3 separate regions of the Sus scrofa genome follow, and regions 1 and 3 are each linked to region 2. Evidence: chromatin contacts called from public promoter capture Hi-C data. All regions are on one chromosome and are shown on one strand. Each heading gives the region's core, a stretch centred on a gene start, on an enhancer-like site or on the middle of the called end of the contact. The rest is flanking DNA. Distances are from core to core; before and after follow the strand shown.

Region 1 (4,143 bases), core at 1,217-3,716, 370 kb after region 2:
AAAACAGCTCCAAGATGCAGGTAATGAATAACTTACTTGGTGGCACAGCATAGAAACTTACAGCCCTAACCAAGTTTGGGCAATCAAGACCCAAAAAAAATAAAACAAAATAAAATAAAATAAGAAAGGAATTTAACTCACAAACCATTAAGTAAAGATACATTTCAGAGATGCAGCACTGAACTTCACCTTGAAGTAGGCTTATCAGCCAAACTTTTCCCCCAACAGTTAAAGCCTCTAGGGATACTGATCAAAGCTAACTAGATTTTCCATGGGCAACGCACACTAAGATATCACTAACCATTCTCACCGGTGAACAATTCTTAATTGAACAGAATCATGCAGTTAACATTATGAAATCAGTACACACATCACACTGGAATGGAATTTATCTTACTCTGCGCCACACTGCTTGGATTGAAAAAAATGTGGATAACAACATTCAAAGAAAAGAGAAAATGACACTTGAAAGAAACCAAAACAATGACCTGAAATGACTTTAGAAGGGAGATACCTTTCCCTTCTCAAAGTAATGGATACAGACAAGAATCAAACTACAGACCGTGAAATAATCTGTGGACCTCACAGCAGTTAGTTTCGCATTTGCTTATTTGCTCAAACACCCTACTCTAAAAGTCAAACACACAATGACACGAACACAAAAACACAACACATCTACCATCCAATGATTATTTATTGATTTACACAAATACAACGGATTGGGGGGGAGGGGTGCATGATGAAATGTTATTCTCAGGTAGGTAATAATACCTCTCTAAATCTCCGTGGAATTCATGAACTCAACGTTTTACCTTCACCCGCTGGTTTTTAACTAAAATACCTCGTCACCAAGTCTTTCCAATCAAAGCTGTCCAAAAATTCTACAATCGAGCAAATAACATGAAATTAGACACATTCAATACTAGACTTTCCTCCAGGAGCCCTGGCACCCTCCAGACATGAGGCCTATGAAGAGTAAATTAAAGCCCTTTAAAAACAATCAGCATAACACGAGCCTTCCAAGAAGTGAGACTTTTGGGGGTGATGGGTAATGTCAGTTAACTTCCTCTTCCTTTAAAAAAGGTCAAAGACAGGGAAGCGTCCGGTGTAACATTTCCTCCTCAGATCGCGTTCCACCACAAACCACATCACAACTCTCCCAATCGCTAAAAAACATTAGCCAGAGGGAGTGCTTTCCGCAAAATTTCGCCATAGATTTAAAATCCAACTTACCTCCGGAACCAGCTGAGTTTAGTTTCAAACAGTAAAATTACCAATAAAGTTTCTTAGGTATTAATAATATTTAGGGAAGCCCACTATGCCCCGCTGCAGGGAGAGCTGAAGGGAGATGAGGAGGAGGGTGTAGCCCTCACAACAATCAGAGAAAAGCCTTCCCTGCAGGGCTGGTCCCGGGCACCAGCAAATTCGGCCTAATAAAGGGGGGGGGGGTGGGGAGGAGAGGCGAGAAGGGGGAAGGGTCCCCAGCTCCAAAAGGGAAGGGCTGCGGAAGCAAGGCCGACGGAGCTAGTTTTCACAGTAGTGCAGAGGGTCCCGGGGTCCCCCGCAGTGCTGCTGCCGGGTCACCCCAAAAGCTCCGGCCAAGCCGGGTGCGTGGGCTGAAGGAATAGTCCCTTCCCCGGCTGGGCTGTGGCTGCCGGCAGGAGGGTTCCCGGAGGGGCCTCAGCCCCCCTGGTCTGCGACGAAGAGAGCCGAACGGCCGGCAGGAAGGTGAAAAGGATACTGTTGGGGCGCCTGGGTCTGGAGGGCCCTGATGTTCGGGTGAGGAGGGGCCGCTGCCGCCGCCGCCGCCGCCGCCGCCGCTGCTGCCGCCGGGTGAGGAGGCGGTACCGCTGCTGCCGCCGCCGCCGCCGCCGCTCCGGTGCCGGGTCCGGTTCCTGCTGCAGCCGCTGAGCCTGATTTCAGAGCCGGTTTCTGCGGTAAACTCATGGCAAAGCGAAGCCACCAACCCCCCCAGAGCGGGACCGGGCGCGCCGGGGTGCAGGGGCCGGGGGCAGCGGGGGGGCGGGATGGGGGCAGACCCGGGGAGGCGGCGGGAGCGGGGGCCGGGGGGAGGCTGGGAGGAGGAGGAGGAGGGGGCCGGGGCCGGTCACACACGCCCGCCGCCGCCGCCGCCGCCGCCGCCGCCGCCGCCGGCAGCAGCAGCCGCCCCGCGGGCCAGCACCACCGGCTGCCGGTCTCCGTGACAACGCGACCCCGGGGGGGGGCCGGACCCGGCGGGGGCAGGAGGCGGAGAGACCGGACCTTTCACGGCAATATCCTCATGGGCCGGCGGCGGGGGGTCTTTATCCCCCTCCCCGGGGGAAGCGGCGCCCTTCTCGGTAGCGGGGCTCAGGCGATGCCGGCGGATTTTCTTCACTCAACGAGCAGAGCATCCAACATGGCGCTGCGGCCGCCTCCAGCAGTCCGGCAGGACGGCCGCTCGGAAAACTTCGGGCCTTTTCGGAATGGTTCGGGAGGCCGAGGGTGGGAAGCCCCTTCGGCTCTTTCCGGAGACTGGGAGCGGTCGGGATTCTTCGGAAATGCTCGGGGGCGTCTTCGGCCGCCGTTCGGGCGCTCTCTGGAACTGGCTCGCTTCCTCGGGAAAGATCGGCAAGGGGGCTTCCCAGGCTCGCTGCAGCCGGGGTGCGGGGCGGAGGGAGAGACCAAAGGCGAGGTCTGGTCTGCGAGAGCCCTCCCCTGCCGCCCACCTCGGAGAACAATGGTAAAGGCCCTCGAGCCTGCGGTCCGCAGAGCCCTGTCCGCCGAGGCGGGAGGCGGTGAGGCGAGAAACCTCAGTTACGGTGGGAGCAACCGCTTAACCAGAGTGGAACCGCTGGATAGGAACCTGCCGCGTGCACCTATTAGCATAACTAATAGCACTCGCTGGCCCTTAACGCTGATCCCGTCCATTGTGTCGACATTTCGCCCTTGTCCCCTCAGAGAGGCGAGTGGGATGAGGAGCCCCATTTCCAGAGCACCCTGAGGCTGGGAGAGGAAAAGTGACCGGCCCAAGGTCACCCAGCCAGGAAAGGGCAGAGCCAACCTGGATCTCACATCCACCTTCATCTGAAGGAATCTTGCCACCTCCCAAGTTGCCTGGGGACCTGATCTGCCCTGCCTTATCTAGTCAGCAACCTTAACTTAGGATTCTGTGGACGGATTCTTCCAAGGCCTGCCCCAAGACAGGAGCGCCCTTTGACCGGGGACCAGTGGTCGGCTCCCTGGGTCCTACTTGTTGATAAACTCCTTTTCTCACCAGCAGGACCGACCAAAACCATCCCACCCCCTCTGCAACACTCCTCCCCCAACTGGGGTCTTGTCCAAGCACAGGGACACTGAGTAGAAAGGAATTACAGAGAGATCAGGGAGCAAGCCAGGTAATAATGGTTACCAGACACATATTCATTATCATGCAGTCCTGTGAAGTAGGTAGTAATCATTTTACAAATGAAGAGACTGAGATGCTCATACTATCACACGACACAAGGAGCTGAGAAAATTGAGGCTCAAGAGGAAGGAAAAACTTTCCCAAGGTCACATGGAGAGTGTAGTTGGCAGAGACAACTACAGAGTGGGTTCTGCCTCCTGCTATACTGCTTCACACTGCCATTTTTTTTTCTTTCAATTCACATAAAGCTCTAAACATAGTAGGTGCTTAATTCTTAATAGTCCCTGGGAACCCCAAAAGCTCCTTCTCGGAAAAAGCATCTATCTGGAAGATGAGTCTGTGTCTTTCTGGTGAGGGTTCCTAGTGTTGAAAAGAAAGCATCATTCCCCATCTCCAGACAGAAGGCAGGAACTACTTCATCACCCAGAATACTGAACCATTTGGATCTGTGACAGCTGGTTACCTGGGATCAGATTCTCTTCTCTTTTCTAGACATGACTGACTCCAAGAAAAATTCTCAAGTGGTCCTGCCATCCCCAGATTCTCCTGCCATTCTCCAGATCTCAGACGTCCTCAGGTCAATGGAAACCTGTTCCCAGGAAAGAATTTGGCTTCCCTCTTACACTAGGGTGATAACAGACTGATAATTGCTTAATTGTTATTCTTTTCTGAGCTAGTTTCATTTTCTCACTTAATAGCTGCAAGCATCAGGCGATTACTGTGTGTCTGGTCTTTGCTAAGCACTTTATGAGCAT
Region 2 (4,236 bases), core at 1,714-4,213:
CTCTTAACCTGCTGAAACAAAACACAAATTACTAAATTTCCTTAGTAAAGGTCATGAAACTTGAAGCTTCAGTCTATAACACTTTCTTTATAACAGGTTGGTTAATGAGTTATTTCATAAGTTCACCATTCATTACAGAGGTAACAAAACTATATAGATGGTTAATTAACACTGCCTTAACAACACACGTACCCAGGGAGTCCCCGTCGTGGCTCAGTGGTTAATGAATCTGAATAGGAACCATGAGGTTGCAGGTTCCATCCCTGGCCTTGCTCAGTGGGTTAAGGATCCGGCGTTGCCATGAGCTGTGGTGTAGGTCGCAGACTCGGCTCAGATCCCACGTTGCTGTGGCTCTGGCGTAGGCCGGCGACTAGAGCTCCAATTGGACCCCAAGCCTGGGAATCTCCATATGCCTAGAAAAGGCAAAGAGATTTAAAAAAAAATAAAACAAAACAAAAACCCCACCACCACCACATGTACCCATTTAACTTTTGTTGCTGGAGTTCTGAGTGATCAGACTTTTAAGCTGCCATACTTGTTTTCTGGCATGGCTCTTATCTGGCTGGTTTACTACTGTATACTTGGGGCCTAAGAAACATAGCAGGCATGGAATTGGTGCTCAACAAATATTTGTTAAGTGAAAGAATGAAGAGATGAAACTTAATAAGTTTTTCACCAGGATTCTTGTATGTGCCCAAATCAATCTGTTACCTGTGGTTTATGTGGTCTTCCTGTGATCATCAATCTGTTTTTACATTTTAAATTTAATGTCATATGAATAATATATAAGATTTGCTTTTGTTGAGGGAAATGCTAAGTTGTTTAAATGCAAGCAATGGAGAAAAGGTTGTAAAAGTACAAAGTCCATAATTGCTGAGTTTTAATTTACCTTCTCTACATGAAGAGAAAGCACTAGAAAAATAAGCGTAAGTTTAAAATGTGTTTCAGTTTAATGATATCCTTGAAAACATGCATTTTAGGAAAAATACAATTATTTCATATTTTACCATAAAATGTCTGCAATATAATGTCATTAGCTATGCGCTGAATACAACAAATTGTTCCCAATCTAATGTCTTTCATTATATTCAGACTTCACTGGTAATGTCACAAAAAGCATGCCTATAATTTGCTGGCAACTTCTTTCACATTTCAATAAACCAAGTAATTCAGTATTACTTAATTAGTGTCTGTCTTGGGCATAGATGCTAAGGACACTACGGGAATCCTCACAAGATAAGCATAACCTAACTGGCTGAAGAGTTAGGATTTTCATCTAAACACGAAGAAGAGTTCAGGACACTTGCTCCAACTTGCCGTCTTCAGTCTTCCAATTAAGCTTAGAAAGAAAGCCAACAATATCCTCTAAAATATTACTTCTGCTTTGAAACACGTTACACTAGACTTTTGGAAAGAGCAATAAAAACTTTAAAAGCTCTGAACAGGTTTATGCCTTTCCAGATGAAACAAATCTATCTTCCAAAATTAAACTAGTCACGTCTAACTTCACTCTAAGACAAGCCGGCTTGTCAGTAAAGTTCCAGGCGAATTCCTGGGTATATTTCTAACTAATTTTCACTTTTCAATGTAACGAAAAGTCAGGAAGCATAATAAACCACAGAGAGAAAATGCCTATGCGGAGAGGGCGGTAAGGTTCACCTTGCGCAGTCCTTTGTGCAGGGGAGCGCACTCCCTCAAAAAAGTTGTGACTCGTTCTCCATCACAGTAGTCAATTCGGTATCAAAACTCTGAAACCGGGCTCTCACTCGACCACTCCTGCCTCCATCTCTATACAAACGCTCCTAGTCACAAGTTGGACTTTGTTAACTAGAACCACACCGTCTAAGGAGCGGTGAGCAACAAGCTCTAGGAAAGCCATACGGGAAAACGAAAGCTTAGGCCCGCGTCGCAGCAGCAGCGGCAGCGGCAGCGGCAGCAACAGCAAAAGGCTTTTCAGGGACGCCAACAGCTGACAGCGCGCCCAGACCGCCGAGAGACTGGGCAAAGACCAGCAGAGACAAAGGCAGGGAGCGGCCGGTGTGCTGCGCGAGCACAAGGCGGGGGAGAGCGGAGCTAAGATGAAGACTGCGAGGCCAAGGAGGGCGGGCTCAGCGGCGGCGGACACCGAGGACACCGGCTGACAGCTCGGGCTCACGCTGCGGAAGGCACGCTGGGAGGCCCACGCCGCGATCCGGGCAGCGCCCGCCCGCGCGAGCCAAGAAGCGGCGGACCGTGGGCACCAACGCCCCGCGCACTCACCGCTGGGAGCTCCGTAATGGCGGCGGCGGCGGCGGCAGGGGCGGAGAACCCGGGGGGGCGGGACCGCCGCAGCCAGTCACCGCCGCCGGCATCTTTCGAACCGGCCCGGAAAACCGCTGAGGGAGTGGGGTGAAGGGGAGGGCGGGGGCGGACGTCGGGGGTCCACCGCGGGGCTCCGGAGCATGCGCAAACTCTCAGCCAATCGGAGCGGGCGGGAGGACGCCAGCGCAGGCGCACTGGGACGCAGGGCCCTCGATCAGGGAAGAGCTCCCCCACCTTCCCCTAGTCCAAACAAAACAAGGGCGGGAGCGCGCGTGCCAGAGGGCCCCGGAGGAGGCTTCAGCTCAAGGGGCAGGGGGCTAGGTCGCAGGGGGGAGGGATGGGGGGGGCGGAGCGGCCGGGGAAGGCAGACAAAAGGCACCACCTCCAGGGACGCGGGCGCCCCGCCCCCTCCGCTCAGGGAGCGGCGGCGGCGCCCCGGGCAAGCGTCCTCTGCCACTCGCCTTCGGGTCTAGCCGACCCGCGCCCACTCCCCGTCCGCCTGTTCCGTACTGCGTTACCTCTGCGCTCCCCCCTTCCTGGCGCCCGCGTCCCGCACAGCTTCTCAACGCCGCTGTCGTAGCCGCTCGTCACCACCGCCGCCGCTGTCCTCCAGGCCCAGCCGCCGAGCTCTGCCGCCCCGCCCCCCTGCCCGCGGCCCCGCGCGCGCGCTCGCGCGCGCCCCCTTTGCCAGCCCCGCCCCCCCCGCGCGCCGGTGGCCGCGCCCCGAGCCCGCGGGAGCGAAGGGAGCGCGCGAGATTTGCCTCCCCGGTCGGGCGCGCGGGGGCGCGAGAGGGCGCTCCGGGACGCGGGGACGACCCGGCTGGGGTCTGTGTCCGCGCGCAGCTTTCGCCGGCGCTGTGCTAGTGGCGCGCGTTAGCTTGGGTGGTGAGGTTTCGCTTCCTCGGAAGGACACTCTTTTCACTTACACTTCTGTGGTCTATTTCAGTCCCCGGTCTTAACTGGGCTTTGGCTTTGGCGATCCGCCTGCCTGCCGTTAGAGGGGTTGGCATTTCCCGCTTCTCAGTTTAGCTTCTTTGAAGACCGTGGAATAATTAGGAATTCAGCGGAAAGTTCATTTCCTCTCATTCGTTCCCATTAAGTATCCATACAGTACAGGGCAGAGTAATGGCTCAGGAAAAGAACTGTGAAAGTTGATTTTCTAATCATGAGTCTTCCCTGGCTCCCTAATCCGCAAACGCGGGAGGGTTCTCAACAAGGAAACCTTGGGATTAGAAAACGGAATTCCCTAGGAAATGTCATATTAGGTTGGTATCAGCGTACTTAGGCTACGTATTGTTAAAAAGTGTAACTTTTCAAAATCAGTTTGGGAAAATTCGATGTATCTCCAATAGTAGGTGTTTTGTCGGGGGTAGAGAGGGTTTGGGTAATGAATATAGGGAAATAATAAGCACAATTGCCTTGAGGCTCACAGTAGTATGACTAATTCTCAAATGCATGTTCCTGTCATTTTAAAGATTTGTGAAATCATTTAGCTCAGTCCTCAGGCTCTGCCATTAACTGTCTCACCAGCCTTCCCAGGTATAGCCATCTACTCCATCTGTTCCAAGATCAGCTGTATAAAAATTTAACCACCACACCACCACCAATTCTTTACAAGGTGTTATCATTAACATCCCGATTACATTACCAGTGCCCTGGTGTTCTAGTGTCAGGCTAAACATGTTCACAAGGGGTTTTGGTTACTTTGTGCCATTTCTTCAACCTACTCATTTCCTTATCAACATTTCTATCTTTTGTCTCCCCCCCCCCTTTTCCCTCTTTTTTGGCTGCCCTGTGGCTTATGGAGTTCCTGGGCAGCGATCAGACCTGAGCCTAGATTTTTTTTTTTTTTAATTTGCTTTCTTTTTTTTTTTTTTGTCTTTTTGCCTTTTTTCTTGGGCCGCTCCCATGGCATATGGAGGTTCCCAGGCTAGG
Region 3 (3,932 bases), core at 856-3,355, 400 kb after region 2:
GAGAAGAGGCTCCTAGTGGGAGAGGGAGTGGTGGGGAGTGCTATGATTTTACAGAGCTCACTCTTCTGAGGACGGGGCTTGGAGGGGATGAGGCCGAGCTGCCCAGGTCATGGGCTCACACGCACCTGCAGGCAAGCGCATACCTCATGTGAACCTTCTGAGGCGCTTCCAAGTGCATCAATGTCTCAAGCATCCTCACACCTCCCGATGTTTGTGGGTCACAATAAAGAGAGAACTAGTTGTCCATTTTATAGCTAGAATAACTGGTTTAAGAGCAGGGAAATGACTCACTCCTTTTCTTTTTGGACTACTCCAAGGCATATGGCCATCGATCAATCCAAGCCACAGCTGCGACCTAGGTGTCCCAGTGCTGTGGAGACACTGCTGATCCTGTTGCACCACAGCGGGAACCCTTCACTCCTTTTCAAAACAAAACAGGGTAAGGGGTTTTGCCCCTTGAATAGGAGCTTGCTAAGGCCATCACTCCATCCACTTTGAGGTCTGAATTTCAAACCTCCCCCTCAGTCAAGGCTCAGTTGAAATCTTCCCCCTCTAGGAAGTATTTTCTGGTACCACCTCTCCCACCCAAGCCGACTGCCTTGGTGTGTTTAGAGAATGATCCCCTCAATCACATGTTACTTATGGATGTCTGTGCATCCATCCATCCATCCATCCAAAAGCCACTGGCCAGTCCTGTGCCAGGCCCTGGGCTGCTGGAGATGGTTCAGACAACTACACAGCCTGCAGAGTTGGAGCCTCTGTGTTATGATGGGTTGAACTGTGCCTCCCCTCCCCAAATTCACAGGTGGAATCGAAACCCCCAGTACTTCAGAACAGACAAGGTCATTGCTGATGTAATTACACAGCTAAGATGGGTTTTATGGCTTTGTAAAACCGGAGGGAAATTTGGATATGGAGACAGACACACCCACAGGGAAAACACCTTGTGACATGTGGGCAGAGCCTGGGGTGATGCTTCCATATGCCAAAGAGCTCCACAGGCTGCCAGCAAGTCACCAGAACTGGGCCAGAGGCCTAGGTTCTCTCTCACACCCCTCAGCAGGAACCAGTTCTGCCAACATCTTGATCTCAGACGTCCAGCTTCCAGAACTGTGAGACAATACATTTCTGTTGTGTAAGTCACCACGTTTGAGATACTTCCCTATAACAGCCCTGGCACTGGTAGGACAGTGTCTCTGAATGAGCCACCTGATCTGGACTAGAGGTCAGGAAGGGCTTCCTGGAGGTGACACTGAGCTGGGCATTGAAGGGTGGGTAGGAGTTTTACCAGGGACAAAGAAGTCAGGAAAGAGTATTCCAGGCAGAGGGAAGAACATATGCACAAGCCAGGAGGCAAATGTATGTCAAAGACTCTTCCTTGAACTTCTTTGAATTCCTCTACTCCTGCTCGTCCTGCCCAAGCATCTGAGGCTTTGAAACCCACTGCTCTGCTACTGTCCTTTGCTCCAAGGTTATGGAAAAATTATTTTCACCAGGAGGTCCCTTGAGTCCATGGGGTGACATGCATCATTCTCACCAGCAGGGGGCCCTCACCGGACCATATTGATGAAGGGAGAGTGGCCCGGTGGGCACAGGCGCCGAGTAACATGTTGGCGTTTGTCAGGGTCCAAGGCTTCTGCTCCGGGAGATGCAGCTGGCCTTTGGACACTAGCGGCTCTGGTGGCCCGGGGCACTCCCACCGTGTCCCAGGACACACACCACCCAAGGGAGAACACACACTCAGTCACTGGCCCTCGGTACAAGTACTTTATTTCAATTACAAGAGTGCCACACCCAAACTATAGTAGCACAAAACATGATACAAAAAATAGATTCCCAGCTCCACCACCACCCCCATCCACGTCCCCACAGGGAAGGCAGCCTCTGGCTCCCCAGGCCAGGAGGAGGGGGGTCTCAGAGGGCACAGGGGGCAGCTGCCCGAAGCTCTGGAGCGGGGAGGGGAGTGGGCTGCTTCCTTTGCTTCCAGCCCTGCTGGGCCCGAGCCCTCCTCTCCCTGGCCCCTGCCACTCCCTGAGGTGATGGGGGCAGAGGACGCGTCCTCTGCCCGGACCCTCAGCCCTAAGCCACCTGCTTCTGGCTGGCAGGTCCCGGTCTGCGGTGCCAAGACACACAAGGACTGTGACCCTCCACACAGAAGGCTGGGGGGCAGGAGGGTGGGGGCGAGGGGGTGTGGGGAAGGCCCAGGCCTGGGAGAGCTGGCCTCCCCATGGTGGGCTCCTGACTCCAGCTCCTCCTCAGGCCCCTGTCCGAGCTTTCCTCTGAAGCCGGACCAGGCCTGCTGCTTGTGGGGACCAGGGCCTCATCTGGAGCCTGCACCCAACACCCCTGCCCCCTCTCCAGGGCTGATCTGATGGTGGGCGAGGCAGTGGCCCAGCTGTCTGCCCTCTCGGGCAGGGAGAAGTCTGGCTCCTGCTGGGAGGGGGTCAACCCAGGGGCCTGGGCTGCCAGATGGGAGGGCGACGTGAGCTCCACCAGGTGGGGGCGCTCCCGACCTGCTGTCCAAACTGGCTGCAGTGGGGAGACGGCATTCCTGGTCCCCTGACACCTTGGGCCAGATGGAGCAGGTCGGGGGAAGCTTCCCCCTGCAGTCTCCTGCAGCTGAAAGCACCCCCCAGGAAGAGTGGGTCTGGCTACAAGCATTGTCTTGAGTTAACCCAAGGGGCTGAGGGTGGGACGGAGCCCAGAGCAGGTTCAGGGGTTCCTCAGGCTCCTGACCTGTGGGCCAGAGCTTCCAGGCAGCTGCATGGGCACTGGGAGTAGGGTGTATGGCCTTATGTTCCAGTCAGGAAACTTGGGGTCTTTACTGAGAAGGCCAAGGGGCTCCGGGGGGCAGAGGTCTGTCTCCTTGTGGGAGCCCGGGCGCAGCCTCAGATAAGGCACTAGAGATCGGAGGGGGGCTGGCTGTGGTCCTGGGGGCCAGGCCCAGGCCGGTGGTGGAGGACAGAGCTTGGAGGAAGGATTGGGTCCCTTGGAGATGAGAGCTGCTTTCTCTTTTCTTCAGCCCGAAGTGGATGGGATGCGGGAGGGGGGGGAAATGTAAATAACACGGAGAGGCAACAGGCCCCTAGACTGACACGAGGAGGCCAGAAGAAGCGGGTGGAAAGAGAGCATCCATGGCACAGGAGACCCCACCTGATGGGGGCGGGCCAGCCTCGCAGGGCTCCTGTGACCTGGGTCCAGGGTGCAGGGGTACCTCTAGGCAGGGTTCGAGAACCCTGACCTGGCCTTATGCAGCCATTAGTCTCCTGCTGCAACTTTGGGGATCAGCTCTCCCTTGTTGGGGTTCCCTCTGTTGGACACTAGGGACAGAGGCAGGCACACAGAGGGGGCAGTGCCAGAGGGCTGCCCCTCCCTCTGCCAGGCTTCCAGGCCTTGGCTCTCTGCACCAGGGGACCAAGAAGGGGGAAGAAGGCTGAAATCGCAGCCCAAGGGCGGAGGAGGCAGCTCTGTACTTGGGGACCTGCTCAGGGGCTGGGGACCCCGCTTCGGCCCAACCTTGCTGCGAGTGAGGAAGAGAAGGGCAGTAAATCAGTGGGGGCTTCCCTTGTCCACAGGTTATTTAGAAAAACAGAACGTAATAAATATACCAATCCTTTCCTTAAAAAAAAAAAAAAGTGTTTTAAATGCATTATTTCCCTGAAGACTTCCAGTGTATTCCACAATGTTTAAAAAAGAGTTTCCCCAAAAATATATCTTTAAAGCATTTGACACAGTGGTATTTGTGGTGTATCTGGCCCTGGATGTGGGCAGGAGGGCCATGTCCCCTGCCCTTGTGGGGCCCAGGCCTGGTGAGCCACCAGCCTGACACCCAAATGCTCGACAGAGTTGACACACATGAGCCTGGGCCCACAGGGTCTTCACAAGGGATCGAATCTCGGACGACGGTGAGAACCCGCATCACAGGCTTGGTT

Evidence for each region. Promoter capture Hi-C pulls out the DNA fragments that hold promoters and counts their contacts.
Region 1: a promoter capture Hi-C map of fetal skeletal muscle shows a contact between it and region 2, with 6 times the contacts expected there. The contact joins the promoter of EIF4G3 here to the promoter of HP1BP3 in region 2. A contact is called at or near these places in 5 of 5 promoter capture datasets (fetal liver, fetal skeletal muscle, liver and 1 more), 15 of 47 Hi-C or Micro-C datasets (alveolar macrophages, brain, embryonic fibroblasts and 8 more) and 2 of 2 datasets of contacts at active chromatin or transcription factors (alveolar macrophages and skeletal muscle).
Region 3: a promoter capture Hi-C map of liver shows a contact between it and region 2, with 4 times the contacts expected there. The contact joins the enhancer-like site here to the promoter of HP1BP3 in region 2. A contact is called at or near these places in 3 of 5 promoter capture datasets (fetal liver, liver and skeletal muscle), 10 of 47 Hi-C or Micro-C datasets (alveolar macrophages, embryonic fibroblasts, fetal heart ventricle and 3 more) and 2 of 2 datasets of contacts at active chromatin or transcription factors (alveolar macrophages and skeletal muscle).

Annotation. Positions count from the first base shown.
Region 1 is chr6:79,379,596-79,383,738 of Sscrofa11.1, forward strand. It overlaps EIF4G3 (eukaryotic translation initiation factor 4 gamma 3), which reads right to left and starts at 2,467. Exons shown (of 34, transcript XM_021097671.1): 1 at 2,263-2,467; 2 at 1,742-1,913.
Region 2 is chr6:79,004,958-79,009,193 of Sscrofa11.1, forward strand. It overlaps HP1BP3 (heterochromatin protein 1-binding protein 3), which reads right to left and starts at 2,964. Exons shown (of 12, transcript XM_021097635.1): 1 at 2,820-2,964.
Region 3 is chr6:79,406,571-79,410,502 of Sscrofa11.1, forward strand. ECE1 (endothelin-converting enzyme 1) reads right to left here. Exons shown (of 20, transcript XM_021097679.1): 20 at 1,752-3,932. Among named protein-coding and RNA genes, the nearest start is that of EIF4G3, 26 kb to the left of the region's middle. Within about 2 kb of position 2,106, at least 3 of the 83 cell types and tissues checked have an H3K27ac peak or open chromatin away from gene starts, as enhancers often do. A contact at or near this core is called in liver, where this site is marked.